Linked DNA regions of Anas platyrhynchos: region 1 is linked to region 2. The links are chromatin contacts, called in public Hi-C maps. All regions are on one chromosome and are shown on one strand. Each heading gives the region's core, a stretch centred on a gene start, on an enhancer-like site or on the middle of the called end of the contact. The rest is flanking DNA. Distances are from core to core; before and after follow the strand shown. Region 1 overlaps RALGDS (ral guanine nucleotide dissociation stimulator). Region 2 holds the start of SURF6 (surfeit 6).

The links. A called contact is a pair of places that touch in the nucleus more often than the background predicts.
Region 1: a contact with region 2 is called in a Hi-C map of subcutaneous adipose tissue, with 3 times the contacts expected there. The contact joins the enhancer-like site here to the promoter of SURF6 in region 2. A contact is called at or near these places in 3 of 8 Hi-C or Micro-C datasets (liver, skeletal muscle and subcutaneous adipose tissue).

The regions. Positions count from the first base shown.
Region 1 is chr18:9,324,032-9,331,041 of IASCAAS_PekinDuck_T2T, reverse strand. RALGDS (ral guanine nucleotide dissociation stimulator) reads right to left here. Exons shown (of 18, transcript XM_038188096.2): 5 at 6,812-7,005; 6 at 6,295-6,416; 7 at 5,953-6,168; 8 at 5,724-5,827; 9 at 5,338-5,422; 10 at 4,596-4,673; 11 at 4,411-4,497; 12 at 4,041-4,073; 13 at 3,691-3,812; 14 at 3,474-3,569; 15 at 3,138-3,339; 16 at 2,647-2,973; 17 at 2,394-2,508; 18 at 127-2,209. The coding sequence ends at 2,034. GTF3C5 (general transcription factor IIIC subunit 5) reads left to right here. Exons shown (of 12, transcript XM_038188108.2): 12 at 1-1,789. Among named protein-coding and RNA genes, the nearest start is that of GTF3C5, 12 kb to the left of the region's middle. Within about 2 kb of position 4,196, at least 1 of the 8 cell types and tissues checked has an H3K27ac peak or open chromatin away from gene starts, as enhancers often do. A contact at or near this core is called in subcutaneous adipose tissue, where this site is marked.
Region 2 is chr18:9,240,650-9,247,345 of IASCAAS_PekinDuck_T2T, reverse strand. It overlaps SURF6 (surfeit 6), which reads right to left and starts at 4,733. Exons shown (of 4, transcript XM_038188111.2): 1 at 4,563-4,733; 2 at 3,929-4,141; 3 at 3,240-3,331; 4 at 1,897-2,800. The coding sequence starts at 4,665. The coding sequence ends at 2,132. MED22 (mediator complex subunit 22) reads right to left here. Exons shown (of 4, transcript XM_027470729.3): 4 at 5,127-6,483. The coding sequence ends at 6,291. It overlaps CCDC180 (coiled-coil domain containing 180), which reads right to left and starts at 1,744. Exons shown (of 36, transcript XM_072025379.1): 1 at 1,475-1,744; 2 at 758-942. The coding sequence starts at 1,543.

The DNA.
Region 1 (7,010 bases), core at 2,947-5,446, 84 kb before region 2:
CTGCACGGTACAACCCCAGGCTCAGCCACCACCTCATCCACGGTCAGATCTGTTTCCCCTTTCTCCAGGAACGGGACAGCATTTTGGGAAGGAAGATAGGACACCCCCTGCCTTGGGGCAGGGACGTTTGAGCATCGATATTTTATTGCAAAGACTAATTACATTGCTGTGTACAAGTCACACTGGGCAGTGTGCTCCTTCATTGAAGTGGTACAAAATACATATGGTACAGCCAGTCCCTCCGGTGATGCTGAGCTGCCGAGGGAAAAAGGCAGGAGGGGAAGGAAGGGGACGGTGACAGCGGGGTGGGCAGGAGCTGGCAGGCACAGAGTGGCACGGGGCCGAGGGGAGGCCCTGGGGTGCTGGTACCAGGCTCCAGGCAGGGAGGGGGGGGAAACAGGAGGCAGGCTCTGCGTCAGGGTGCCAGCGGCTCCCATCATGTGCAGCGTGGGCACGGTGGGCCAGGCCGTGCCACCCTAAGGGGACACGGGGCTGGCAGAGCTGGTGCCAGCCCCGCTGGTCAAGAAGCAAGCAGCCTCTCCCCGCCCGGTGCCACGGGTCCCTACAGGTCCCACCACCACCTCCTGCCACCAGCCCTGGTCCCCCAAGCATGAGAGCGCAGCGTTGCTGCAGCCCAGGCCCCTCTCCTGGAGCCGGGGAACGCGTGGCCCCTTCCCAGCAGCACGGACAGACAGGGAGGAGAGAGTGGGGTGGGAGGAAGTGCTTAAACGAGATGGCCCAGCAGGTCCAGGAGCAAAGAAAACATAAAAAAAATAATAAAAAAAAAAGTTTTAAAAAGGAAAAAAGTCCCCCCTTTGGTTAGTGTTTCCTACAGTCAATAAAAGAAGCATCTCTGCCCCTGCTCGATCAACTAGTGGGAAAGAAACAAGGGAGAGAGGGAGGCCAGAGTGGTCTGTGCCTCAGAGCGTGACAGCGCAAGGCTGCTGCTTCCAGCAGCCCAAAACAGCAGGGGGGAGAGGAGAGGGACTGGGCTGCAAGGCAGGGGGAGGCTGGGTTAGTAAAATGTACAAGTTCATCTTTTCTATTTACAACCAATAAATATTGAAAAAAAAAAAAAAAAGTAAACATTTTCGTTTTATACAAAAGAAGTCTCATTGCTGCTTCTCCCATGGTCAGTGTTTGAAAAAGTCTGGTTAAAGCCCAAGGTGAGTGGCACTTTCTGGGGGGCAGGTGGCGGCACCGGGGTACTCAGAGCACCCCGAGCTCTGTCTCGCCTCCTCGCCCACCTGCGCAGACCCAGGGTCTCTATTTACACAGATTTGGACAGAAATTCACTCTCCTCTTCCTCGCTAGGCTGGCAGCTCTGGGGGCACGGGGAGGCGCTCAAAGCTTCCCCCGCCTGCAGAAGAGACACTGGCATTTGATCTTTGGTGCAGGTTTGAACGCGGGCTGGCGAAGTCCAGCTGCATCGGGGAGAGGAGCGAGACCACGCGAAGGCTTCCAGTCATCGAGAGCACAAGGCGCCCGCTCCATCGCGGCACGCACGCAGCCCTTCCCGGGGCTCCCAGCACCGGCACGGGGCTGAATCCTTTCCAGCGTGCCTCCTCGTCCACGGCTTCTCCCAGGATAAGGACGTGGAGGTAAAACCAACGCTGGGAAGCTCCCGGAGCAGCTTCCTTGCAAACGGCCCCTCTGCAGGCCTCCGCTCCCCGGCTCGCGCGGACACAAGGCACCTACGGCAGAGAGGCGGGCTCCTGCTCTGGGCAGGCCGGTGGCTGGACGAGTGGCGCACCGTGGAAGGTTTGAAAAATAAAAATAATAAAACAGAGAGATTTCCCCCCGCTGCCTTCCTGTGTAGAGAGAGAAAAAAAAAAAAAAAAAAAAAAAAAGACCTGATTGAAACAGGAGCTTGTGCAGAGAGGCGGAGGCCACCGGTTGCCAAAGCGCCCTGGCTCTCGGTGCGGGCGAGGGTCGCTCCTCGCCGTGCCGGTGGCACGGGGACCAGCCACAGCCGGGCCCGGAGCAGCCTGCCCCCAAGGCCCCATCGGTGAGGGGTGGCAGTGGGGCTGAGGCTAGAAGATGCCTTTGGCGATCTTCAGGCCTTTCTGCTTCATCCTGGGCAGGGTGGAGCTGGAGCCGTGCTTGATCTTCACCCCCTTGGAGAAACCCCGCTTCTTCAGCACGAAGTCGTAGTTGGCGGCCGAGTTCATGGCGTAGAAGACGTTGGCATTGTCGGGGATTTTCAGCTCTAGAAGTGTCCAAGGACAGGGGTCAGTTGGGCACCCCAAAAAGGGCTGCGAGGAGTCCCTGGGGGCTGGCACCCCCCTGCTGCCACCTCCCAGCCCTGCTCCCCCCTGTGCTCCCCAGGCTGAGGTGTGGTCAGCTGGGGAGACAGCCAGGGCCTGGAAAGCCTCCCACACGCCGGTACGCACCTCTCTCCTCCGAGATGATCTGAACGAGCTCGTAGTCTTCAGGCCGGTCCCCGTCCAAGTTGTGTTTGGCCATGGCCTTGCGAATAACCACCGGGGTCTTATCCTGGCTTGTGACCTGCAGGCACAGAGCATTATTAACCAAAGAGGGGACAAAACGCTACAAAACCTCCTGCCTCCGTCTCCTCCCAGTGTGGGACATGCCCGCGTCCAAGCGCGGCGAGCTCCCCCCCCACCCAAATTCCCTGCTGCTCACCAGGATGCTCTTGTACATGTTGCCATTGTCCACGGCCAGGCTGACGCGGATGATGCAGCAGTCGTCGACCTGCTGGTTGTAGAGGGGCAGCGAGAGGGACGAGTAGCTGGAGATGCCGGAGACCGAGCGCTTGTGGGTGCGGGAGGCCGTCACCGGCGTGGAGGAGACGGAGGAGGACGAGGCACTGCTGGAGCCCGAGCCAATGCCCGACGTGTCCAGGGAGGAGAGGGAGGTGGATTCCCAGAACTGGAGGGCAGGGAGGAGAGGGGATGCGGAGGACACAGTGGTTTTAGCTTCTCCATCAGCCACAGACGGGGTGTACGAGTGCTGGGGAAGGGAGGCCAGAGGGATCTCACTGCCCTGCGCCAGCAGGGGACGTACAGCCACCGGAGGCGTGAGACCCCGCCACACCGAGGCCCCCAGCCCCAAAGCAGGCTGAGGGCTGTCCCCACGTGAAGGGCACGCCTGCCTCCCCACGAGCTGCCCCGTACCTTCTTCTCCTGGCAGTCGGGGGACTCGGGGATGAAGCTGATGTTGATCTCCTCCACGTCCGAGCTGCTGGAGCCGGCAGAGGTGACGCTGACCGAGTCGGTGGCGTCCCCGCTGCACAGGTACTGCCCGCACTTGAGCTGGTCGAAGGACTTGGAGTGGGAGCTGCCACTGGCGCAGGGCTCGCTGCTCGGCGGCTGCCGGCTGCCGGGAGGGACAGGGGAAGGGTGAGAAGGGAGCGGGATGAGGAAAGGATGGCCCAGCACCACTGCGGCCACCGTGGGGACGGCCTTGGCACCCGCCTCCACCCCGCATCCCACCGGGACGAGCGGACTCACTCGCTCCATCGCTTGATGATGCCCGTGTTCTTCTTGGCCTTCAGCGTGTTGCTGGCTGACTCCGACAGCGGCTCGATCTCACACGACAGCCCGTAGCTGGGGGGAGAGGAGAGGAAGGTTGCAGCTCGCCGGGGCAAGGTGAGGGCTGCAGAGCTGGAGGCGATGAGCCAGGGGCTTCCCCATGCAGCAGCAGCAGCTCAGCCCCGCTCGTGCTCACCTCTCGGCCTCGCTGAGCCGCTCCAGGCTGTGGAACCAGTCCACGAAGTGGTCCTCCTGCGTGAAGCTGTAGTTGTTGCAGGCCGACTGAAGCAGCTTGATCTGAGCGATGACTTCAAACTCCTGCAGCCAACGGAGGCAGTCAGAATGGATGTTTACCAGCCTCAGCGCACACACACACACCCCTAAAAAGCTCAGCCCTGTGCACAGAGATCTCCCTCCCCAAAATGAAGAACACCACAGCAAAGAAAAAGAAAGATCGACCCCAAAGAGACCAGCAGAGCCCGGGCTTGCACAAAGCCAGCCTCCTCCCTCCACCCAGCTGTGCCCATGCCGCGGTGAAGCTCTCACCTTCCTTCTCTTCTCAAAGTTGATCAGCCCTCCCTGGAAAAGAAGGAACAGAGGTCAGTGGGAAGCAGGGGAAGGAGAATTGCTCCCAGCCCTCTCTGCCTGCCCAGCTTGGAGCCGCTGCAGTGCGGGCTGTGCCCGCCAAGGGGCAGTGCGAGAACGGCCAGGGAATGGAGGCACAAGGGCAGCGCTGGGTATGGGATGCACAGGGGGCAGCACTGGATGCAGGACACAGGGGGAAGCGTTGGATATAGGACACACAGGGGGGCAGAGAGAGATGTACGGGGAACCGCCCCCATTTTCCACTCCAGGCTGTGGGGATGCCTGGGTGGAGGAAGGAGAGGGGTTGGAGGATAGGGACGGAGGTACGTACGTCCAGGAAATCTTTCATGGCGGTGTCGAGCATCACCAGGTCTGTGAGGAAGGTGCCGAGATAAGGAATGGTGCCCTGCATCACGCCCTGGGGGACAGCAAGGGACAGCCGGGGTCAGAGAAGAGCTGAGCCCAGCCCACAGAGCCACCAGGAAGGGGACACGGGAAGGGCCGTGCCCCACTCACCATCTCTCGCTGCTGCTGCTGCCGCTTCTGAGCCCTCTTGGGGTTGATCTCCAAGGTGGCGAATTTGGACGTGCCCTCCTGGGTGGTGGGGAGAGGTGGGGATCAGTGCGGGTGGGAAACCATTACAAGAGAGGAGCTAAAGTTCACACCCCCTTTTACTGGTGGAATTTGCTCGTGGAGGTTAAGAGGAATGAGGGGAAAAGGAGGAAATCAAGGCTGGGCTTTTCCATGGCAAACAGGGAGGAGAGCCTCAGTGAATAGGAAAGGCTGCTCCCATTTCCAGCCCTCTGTATAAACAGCTCCTCAATGGGATGTTTTGTTCCCTTTTGTGTTTTGTGTGATCTCAGCCCCGATCTGCAGCGAGGCTGGAAAGCTGTGGGAAGGACGCCGGGGCTGCAGCCTTTCACAGACCCCACAGCCCAACCTTAAACCAAGAGGCCTCCCGAGAGCTCTGCCCTTTGCACCAGGCTGCTCAAACGCAGCTGCCTCTGGGGAGCAGCCGTCATCTGGTGCACAGGATCATATCCCACTGCTTATCTCTGCTGGCTAAATTGCTCTGAACGCTTCGGGCAATGACGACTTTTGGGTGGAGAAGCAGAAAGCCCAGCCTGCTCCAAACCCCCTGCCTGCAGCCCCAGCAGCTCCGCCAGGGCTGGCAGCTGGAGCAACGTGGAGATTTCTGCCAGCATCAGCCTAACTCCGTGTCAGACGTACAGCGATGTGGGTGCCCACTTCCCCGTACCTTAATGAGAAGCTCCCGGCTCAGGGAGTGGTTGTTCTCGTCAGAGAAGATCTCCGAGAGCTCGTGGAAGGTGCGGAAGCTCTCCCTGCTCGGGGGAAACACAGGGGGAAGTCAGCAACGGTGCCACGCTTCCTCGGGCTCTCTTCTGCTCACCCAAATGACCCCAGCAAAGCTCGCAGCTCCAGCAAGCCTTGCTGTCTGAGGTTATCCCAGGGTGTTTTGGATGGAAAGGAGAAGCAGGCAATGCTGCTGTTATTTCCTCCTTAGATCCCTGGGTTCTGGGCAAAGCCAGAGCTGCAGTGATCCCCTCCATGCATTAAAGAACCACAACAGCAGCACAACCTCCCCTGAGACCTCCCAGCAGGACCCCAGCAGGCGCTGCTCACCGCAGGACCTCGTCCCAGGTCTTCTTCAGCCGGTGAACAGCGTTGCACTGCAGAGCCGAGAGGATGGCTCGGAGGGAGGAGAAGTTCTTCAGGAGGCGGCACTCCTGGGGACAGACAAAGGGACCCCATGTTAAAAAAAAACAAAGCCAAGGGACCTGCTGCAATGCCCAGACTGCCAAACCCCAGCTCTGGGCAGGGGCAGGAGGCGAGCAGGATGGTGCTGTCCTACCCGAGCCACTTCGATCCACCGCTCCACCACTTTAGCCCTCTGCTGCGGCTTCAGGGACCGGTCTCCGAGACACGTGGCGATGACGCAGTTGGCCACGCTATTGAACTGCGAGACCGTGGCACGGATGGTGGGTGCCAGGTGCTCTTTGCCTTTCTTGTCTCGCTGCGACCAGATGCAGCCCAGGCAGTGGTAAGGCACCACTTTCTTAAACAGCTCCTGGAAGATAAGGGGATGGAGATGTTTGTTTTTTTTTGGGGAAAAGAGGCAGCCAGGAGCAAGGGAGCAGGCAGGCTTGTGCCCGGAGCAGCAGGCGGGCAGAGCACCTTCTGAGTGAGTACTCACAGCATCCATCAGCGTGAACTGTTCCGCCACCATCTCTGGGGAGAAGGAGAGGAAATCTGACTTCCCGTCCCCGACCCCGTTCTCCTCCACCAGCTGGAACGTGCAGCCGCCGTGCTCCACAGCTGTGAGAAACGGCAAGAAGCTGAGCATCGCAGGGCAGCCATGAGCTCAGCACCACCCCACATCCCGTGCCACCCCTGCAGACACCCACAGCCCACCTCAGAGCTCCTAATCTCCGTCTGCTCAAATAAACTAGGCCCAGGTGGAAGGACGGGCATTTTCACCTGGATACCAACGTCCACAAAGGATTAAAGGCAGATTAACTAATCCCCTTAGAAATATCACCTCTAGTTCAGCTGGATTAGCTTCCCAGTGCGTCTCCATGTAAACACAGGCAGTGTTTACAGGGGTTTTAGCCATGTGGTGAGACCAAAGGCTCTGGAGACCCTCAGTGCTAACCAGTACTGCTCTCCCTGCAGCCCCAAACACCCCGGTGAGCAGGGAACCTCCATCCTACCTTCTGCTTCGGTCTCGCTCTGCTCCTGCTGCTGGAACTGGGCCAGCAGGATGCGGGCTCGGCGCTCTAGGTCCGAGCCAGGGATGTTGTGGCGCACGTAGGAGATGAGCTGCTTGAGGCAGGCGAAGTCCGGGGGCTTGCGGAAGTCCTCCGAGTACTGGTCCAGCCAGGCGCCCAGGATGGAGGAGATGGTGCTGCG
Region 2 (6,696 bases), core at 3,484-5,983:
CAAGTAATCATTAGTCCTCAGTTCATCACAATATCAGATCTCACACATTGGCATAAAAGTAATAAACGATAGATTTAATACATGTAAACTACAGAGACATACATGTTATCTCTAACAGGTAAAAAATCTATGTAAGAAACAGCAAGAAATGTAGAAACAGACTTTATCTGCCCACTGATCTTCCTATCAGTTAGGGCACTGTGCTTCTTGACAGAAGTGGGAATAAAGGTGTCATTATTCAGCAGAACAGTTAGGGTGAAAAGGATGGAGGCACTAATTTATTTTTTTGCTTATAAATGCAGCTCAGAGCAGAGCATTATTAAAAGGCAGTATGAATTCCATTAAAACGAGATTCAGGCCAACTAAATTTAGGAAAACTATTCAAACATACAGGAAAACAATCTACTTAACAGTAAGAATATTATTACATAATCTTAAAAATATAGTTCAATAATATATAATTGGCTGTATCAGATATACAGCTTAAAATAATGCAATAATAAAATAATAATAAAATAGCTTTTAAGAAGAAAAGCCATACAGATAGGCCAATAGAAATATTAGCGTGCTAATTTGAATTTTAACAGGCACCAACTCAGAAAATACATTGTACAACTGGCAGAAAGGAGACAAGATACCACAAGCAGTTAGTGCTACGACCAAGAATTAGGAAGCATCCAGTTCCCAGGGCGAATCTTAACACTTCATGCCCACAATCACAAACACACGATCGGGTATTTCTGCTTCTGTTCTATACCTGCATGGTGGTGGCCTTGCTGGGAAGTCTTCGTAGGGCACTCCTCCAGCCCCCTTCTGCTGGTTACACGGTAACGGCTCTACCTCAGTCGAAGTTTCTGAATCCCTAACCAGAGAGACCCTTCTGCTCTTTATAGAAGCCCTATACTTCCTCCTTACTTCATCCAAAGAGCGTACTAATTGAACCTTCAAAAAACCATAATCAAAAGTTAGAATTCTTTCCAAAGCTACCGAACAGAGAATAAGAAAATTATTGATAAAAACAGTGGGGTAAAGGTGGCAGAAGAGAATGATAAAATAATAAATTCTATTTAGCACATGCATGAAGATTTTCATCCAATACTATTTTCAAAATGAGAAAAAAAGAAAATAACTGTCCCCTCTCAGGAAAATTGGAGCAAACTGAATTGCGTGGCTGGGGAATGGTTAAAAGGAAAGTCAATGACAGAGACAGAAAATCCATCTGGCTTACTAGGCCTTGTCTTATAACATTGTGTTATGATTCTGCATTTAATATGTCTTGGTATCCAGTGAAGACGCACAAACACTCAGATGCACCAGGAAGGACATGCTGAAGGTAACTATTTTCTGCTAAAGCAAACAAAACCAGCACAGCTGACATTCACCTCTGCTTTACCACCACCACTTTAGAAGCCAACAAGCTGAGCAGCACAACTAACTCAGCTTTTCCCTGCCTTGTCCTTTTGCTGTTCTTTACCTCATCTTCAAAGATCTGCGTGTAGACATCACCAAGGGGAACGAGGCACACAGCCCCCACCGGCTGCATGGGGCCGGTGCTTGGATTTACGGGGAGGAGAGCGACCCTCCGGGCCTCAATGCTCCTGGCAGCGGATCCACACGCTGGTCCCAGTTTCAGCCCCTGCTCATGGAGCAGCCCGGGGGCTCCTTGCTCCTTCCCTGGCCGCAGAAGGGAAGGAGCAGAGTGTCAGGCCCCGTTGCCATGGCAGCACAGAGACATGGCCGCCAGCCCAGCCAGGAGCAGGCCGCAGCCCCTCACAGGGCGCCTCTCCTGAGAGGGAAGGGAGGCCGTGACGTGTGTCTTCAGGAAAATAATGAAATGGAACCCAATCTGAAAGCATCTCTGCAGGACAGGACAGCTAATTAACGCACACACACAAGTTCGTTTGTTTGTTTTTATTTGACTCGGGTGGCCACCGCCCTGACTGGCACACAGGCGGGTTCCTCAGACACCGCCTCCTCCAGCCCCCAGGTCTGATGTGGGCACCCGCAGCCCAACCAGCGTCAGGTAGATGCACCGAAACCATTTTGTAAAAGTTCATTAAAAAAAACCCACAAGCAGCCCCTCGCCACAACTCCCGTGGCCAGGCTGCAAGCACTAGCTGCCTCTCACCCACTACAGGCCGGCTTTTTTCAAGTCCTCTGGCAGAACACGGCCCTTCTTCCGGGCCTTGGCTTTCTTATGCTCTATCTTCTCTTTCTTCTTCTTCTGAATGTTCTTGCGGCGCTTTTCCTGCCTCTGCTGCATCCTTTCTACCACTTTTTCTGTCCGCTTCTCCCATTGCTTTTGGCGTTGTTCTTTACGCTTCTCCTTACGCTTCAGAGCTTCCTTAAGACGCTCCTCGTCGTCACGAATCTTGACACCTTCCGCCTTATAGAGAAGGTTTGTCCATTTTATTTTGTTCTCTAGCTCCTGAGCTTTCTTCTGGTCCTTATCCTTGAGCTCCTCCAACTTATTCTTCCTAGCCTCCAGCCTGCTCAGCAGCTGCTTGTAGTTTCTGCCCGTCAGGGGAGTGATTTTACCTTTCACTCCTTTCCTCTTCTCTTTCTTCTTCTGGATCTTATTCAAATCGTTCTCTTCATGGACTTCAACCCTGTTGAAGACAATCTCAGCTGTACTCTCTTCCTTTTTGCTCTGTGGCTCTACAGGTACATCCTCAGTTTCCTTCTTCTCCATTTTTGCCTTCATCTTCAACTCCTTTCTTCGGCGCTTCTTTCTCTCCTTCTCATACTTTCTTCGCCGCCTCTTCTCCAGAACTGAAGGGGATAGTTCTTTGTCATCATCCTAAGAAGAAGGATGGACATGAATCAGGAGCCTTACAGAGATAATACAAAGCTAAAAGTGGGATGTATTTCAAACCTCTTGTTAGAAAAGGAGTATGTAAGAAGCCGTGGGCTCAGCTTTTAGAGATAATAAACATAGTAAATACATTTCAAAGCTTTTGCTCCCTCTGAGCATCCTGTGGCTATGTTCCTTGCAGACTTTGTGCCTTTTCTTTCTCAAATACCACCACAGGCATGTGCTGCTCCCAGCTAAGAGCTACCTTTTCATGTGTTTTTCTGGACTCCAGAATGTAAACAGGACTCCCAGCACTACCTACAGGCACTTCCTTAAGGAATGGAATTATCTCAAAGCCTAAACCTCATCCCCATGTGCCATGGTAGCCCAGGGAGAATTCATACTGCCCACACACATAAGGGTACACATTAAAGAGTTCTCATACTCGTCCTGAAGCTTCTTTAATCTTCTCATGTAGTCTCTGACGCAAGAGATTTATCGCAGAAAAAGAAGTGGAATTGAGTTCACTTTTGCCACCTGAAAATGACAGAAAATAAAAATACTTGAAATACGGCAGAAGCTAAACAAAGCAATTTTCTATGGCTATGGGAAAAAGCTATGAGAGCTCTCTGAAATTTTTCTTCCATTCATAGAATCTAATGAAAACAGGAGTGTCCACCTTATTGGTTTCTTTAAAATTCCCCTTTTTCTATCCACATCATCACTCAACACTGACCAGCCTGAGTAGCTTGTCAGGCCCTGTAGTTCCCAAACAAGAAGGGATAAAAATACCGAGTTAATGGAAACAAAGATGCCAGTTGCATCTCCCCATTCATCTGTTTCAGGTTCCTAATGGAAAGCAGGCATAGGAAGATACAGACTGTATCCATGTGATAATGCCCAGAAGATACCAAATATATAAAACCCCTGCAATTCCTAGGAAGTGCTCGTAATTCTAGAGAGCCACCCAGTGGCCACATTGCAAGTTTATATTCACAGATTAAGCTAAAAAGCTTTCAATACAGCTGGATTTCTTACATGCTTTCCAAACTATACACATATGAAACAACTGAAACACAGCCACCTTGGCTCAGGTATCTTTAACCTGACCACAGACAGCTCTGCTATTCTTACCTGTGTCTGAACTCTTATTTTTGTTCTGTGTAACACCCGGCGGAGCTGATTTGTTGGCTTGAGGGGCTGCTTTCTGTTCTGGAGCAAGCTTATTGGCATTAGAGGCTCCCTGTTTAGCTGGAGGCGCATTTGTTCTCTCATCTTGCTTCTTGGACCTCCTTCTCTTTTTTTGGGGTGGTCTGCTACCATTCCCTGCCTGACCTGGTTTAGATACTAGAAGGCAAAGAAAAAAAAGAAAGAAAAGATCAATAGTTAGAACAGATGATCTTGAAGGTTTTTTCCAGCCTTAATGATTCTACGATTAAGGAAGATTGTAGCTGCACTCCCAGCGTGCAGCATTGTAGTGGCGTATCTCAATCGTGAAAACCGGCGTATTTTAGGATTTATTTACACAGAGCTACCCTTGTTGACCACTTTAGGATCAACCCCATGTTCCCACACCCAGTCACCCCGTGTAAGGCTGAACGCAGACCAACGACTCGCAGAGCAGCGCGCACCACCCGAGCTCACAACTCGGCCCACCACAGCGGCCCTGCTCAGGGACCAGCCCCAAGCCAGCTCCCCCGGCCCCTGCTCCCCTCAACCCGCCCCGAGGCGCCTCCACGTCCCTCCCAACCCCCCCCCCTTCCCTCACCCGGCTTCCTCTTCCGCGGCTGGGGGCGCTCGGGGCTGTGGCGCACCCCAGCCCTCCTGGCCAGGCCCTGCAGGTAGCGGTCCTGCGCGGCCAGGCTGGCCATGCCGCCTCCCGCAGCCTGCCCCTTCCTCTGCCACCCCGCCGGAAGTGACGCCACCACGCACAGCAGGAAGTGCCAGCAGCAAGCTGTTGCCATGGCAACGGTGGTGGCACTTCCGGGTTGTGGCGGCTCTCAGGGCCTACCCGCAGCGCCCCCCCCCCCCCCCATACCCATCAGATCCCTTCAGGCTCGGGGCTGCAGCGCCCCACATGGAGCTTGGGGGGTTGGGACACGGGGGGGCACCGCTGGGGGCGTTTTGGGGCCATGTTTCGGCAGACACAAAGCAGGGCACCCGCAGAAAGCTGCCCCTCCATGGGCTCGCACAGTTTGGGGTGCTTCTGGCAGGGCCGGGGCTGCAGCTGGAGGGTTTTTTTTAGTTAACGCTCGTCCTAATGCATGCTTGCACTCAGTGGTGTCATGGTTTCACAGAGGGTTGTGGCTGAAAACACACGCTTAAAAAAAAATATATACAAAGGAGTTATTTTATTAAACCACCTAGTTACAAAAAAAAAAAGAAATGGAATGGAAGAAAGAGAAGAGGAAGTAAACCAAAACTCGCGCCCGAAGAAACAAGACGGTACAGCGGGACACTGGGGAAGCTCTGCTCTGCTGTTCTGAACGCAGCAGCCCCGCGGCCATCACGGCTCCCCCCAACCCCTCGGGCTGCACACTCAGAGCCACCTCATAACCACAGAGGGCACGAGTGCCCAGCTGCCCAACAAAGCACCAAAATCGCTTCTTTGGAAGGAAACTGTAACTGAGTCACCCCCCCCTGCTCCACACACCTCAGTTGGCTGAAGGATTAATTAAAGAAACGATCACCAACGTGAATGCAAGCTGTACGCTAGCTCACGCTACATTGATTGAAAGCTGCTGTGTAAATTGTGGAACAGGGAATCAGACTAACAGGAGGGTGCTCCTGCTTCTATCTATAGCTGTAAACGAGTCCCAGCATGTAATACCTGTCTGATTCTCAGTTTGCCCTTTTCTTTCCAAAAGGCAGAATACTGCTCGTCAACACAGGCCTCCCAGAGAGCCTCCTCCCAAAGGGTTCCCAGCAAAAAGTTCAAGTTTGTGAAGCATTTCGACAGTGAAGAATGCTGAGTAAAAATACTGTAAGATTCTTAGGTTTCTGTTCTAAGTAGAACAGAAGTTGTCTGATGGCATCCTGAGAAAGCTTTAAAGCAGCCAGAATGTCAGGAACCATGGGAATAGCATAAAGCTCCCAAAACACTCACCACTCCCAGATTTGGCTTGAGTTTCTTAGCCCTAAGAAGTTCAGCTCCCAGCACTCTACCATGTACTTACTGTGAGATTCACATGGAAATAAATTCTGGATTTCTAACGAACTCTACACGTTAACTGTCACGGAAAAGCAAACCTAACTCTAATTTGTTAGAACAATCAGCTTGGAACTTACTTAGCATTTCTCTTAAGCGCGAGGAACACCCGTGGCAGTGTCCCAGGCACGGAGAAAGCACTGTGGCTGTCCAGCAAGCAAAATCCTGCAGACACAGCCCCAGTGCATTCTCCTGACAGCAGGAGATGCTCGCTCAGTACAGCAGGTTGAAGACTTCCAGCAGCTCAGCGCCACCAGGAAGAACGTGGTCAGCAGCAAAGAATCCTCTTCAGGAGTGCTCCGTCGGGCCCGCCCCATGCCCGTTCACGTGAGGGTGCGATGGGGTCGAGCTCTGAGAGGTAGCAACGCTCTGCTCTGCTGTGGCAGTTGTCAGAGGCATGGAGAGGCTTTCGGGGGACAGCGTGGCAAAATCTTGTCTCCAGTAGGCTTCGCACAGCGGTAGGTCATTGCTGTCACACAGACTGTAGCTTTCCAGAACAAACAACCCCCGTAAGGAGAGGCAGCAGGTGCAATAAGAAAGGAGGGGAGGGAGGAAAAGCAAGACAGAAGCAAAGCATTAAGAAAATGGCAAAAAAATGTTCATGGATGTAAGGTCTGCGTTCACAAATTCATCACAAGTCTCGTGGCACTGGCCTAAGACACCCCTCAGGGGCTGGTGTTGAATCCCACGGGCC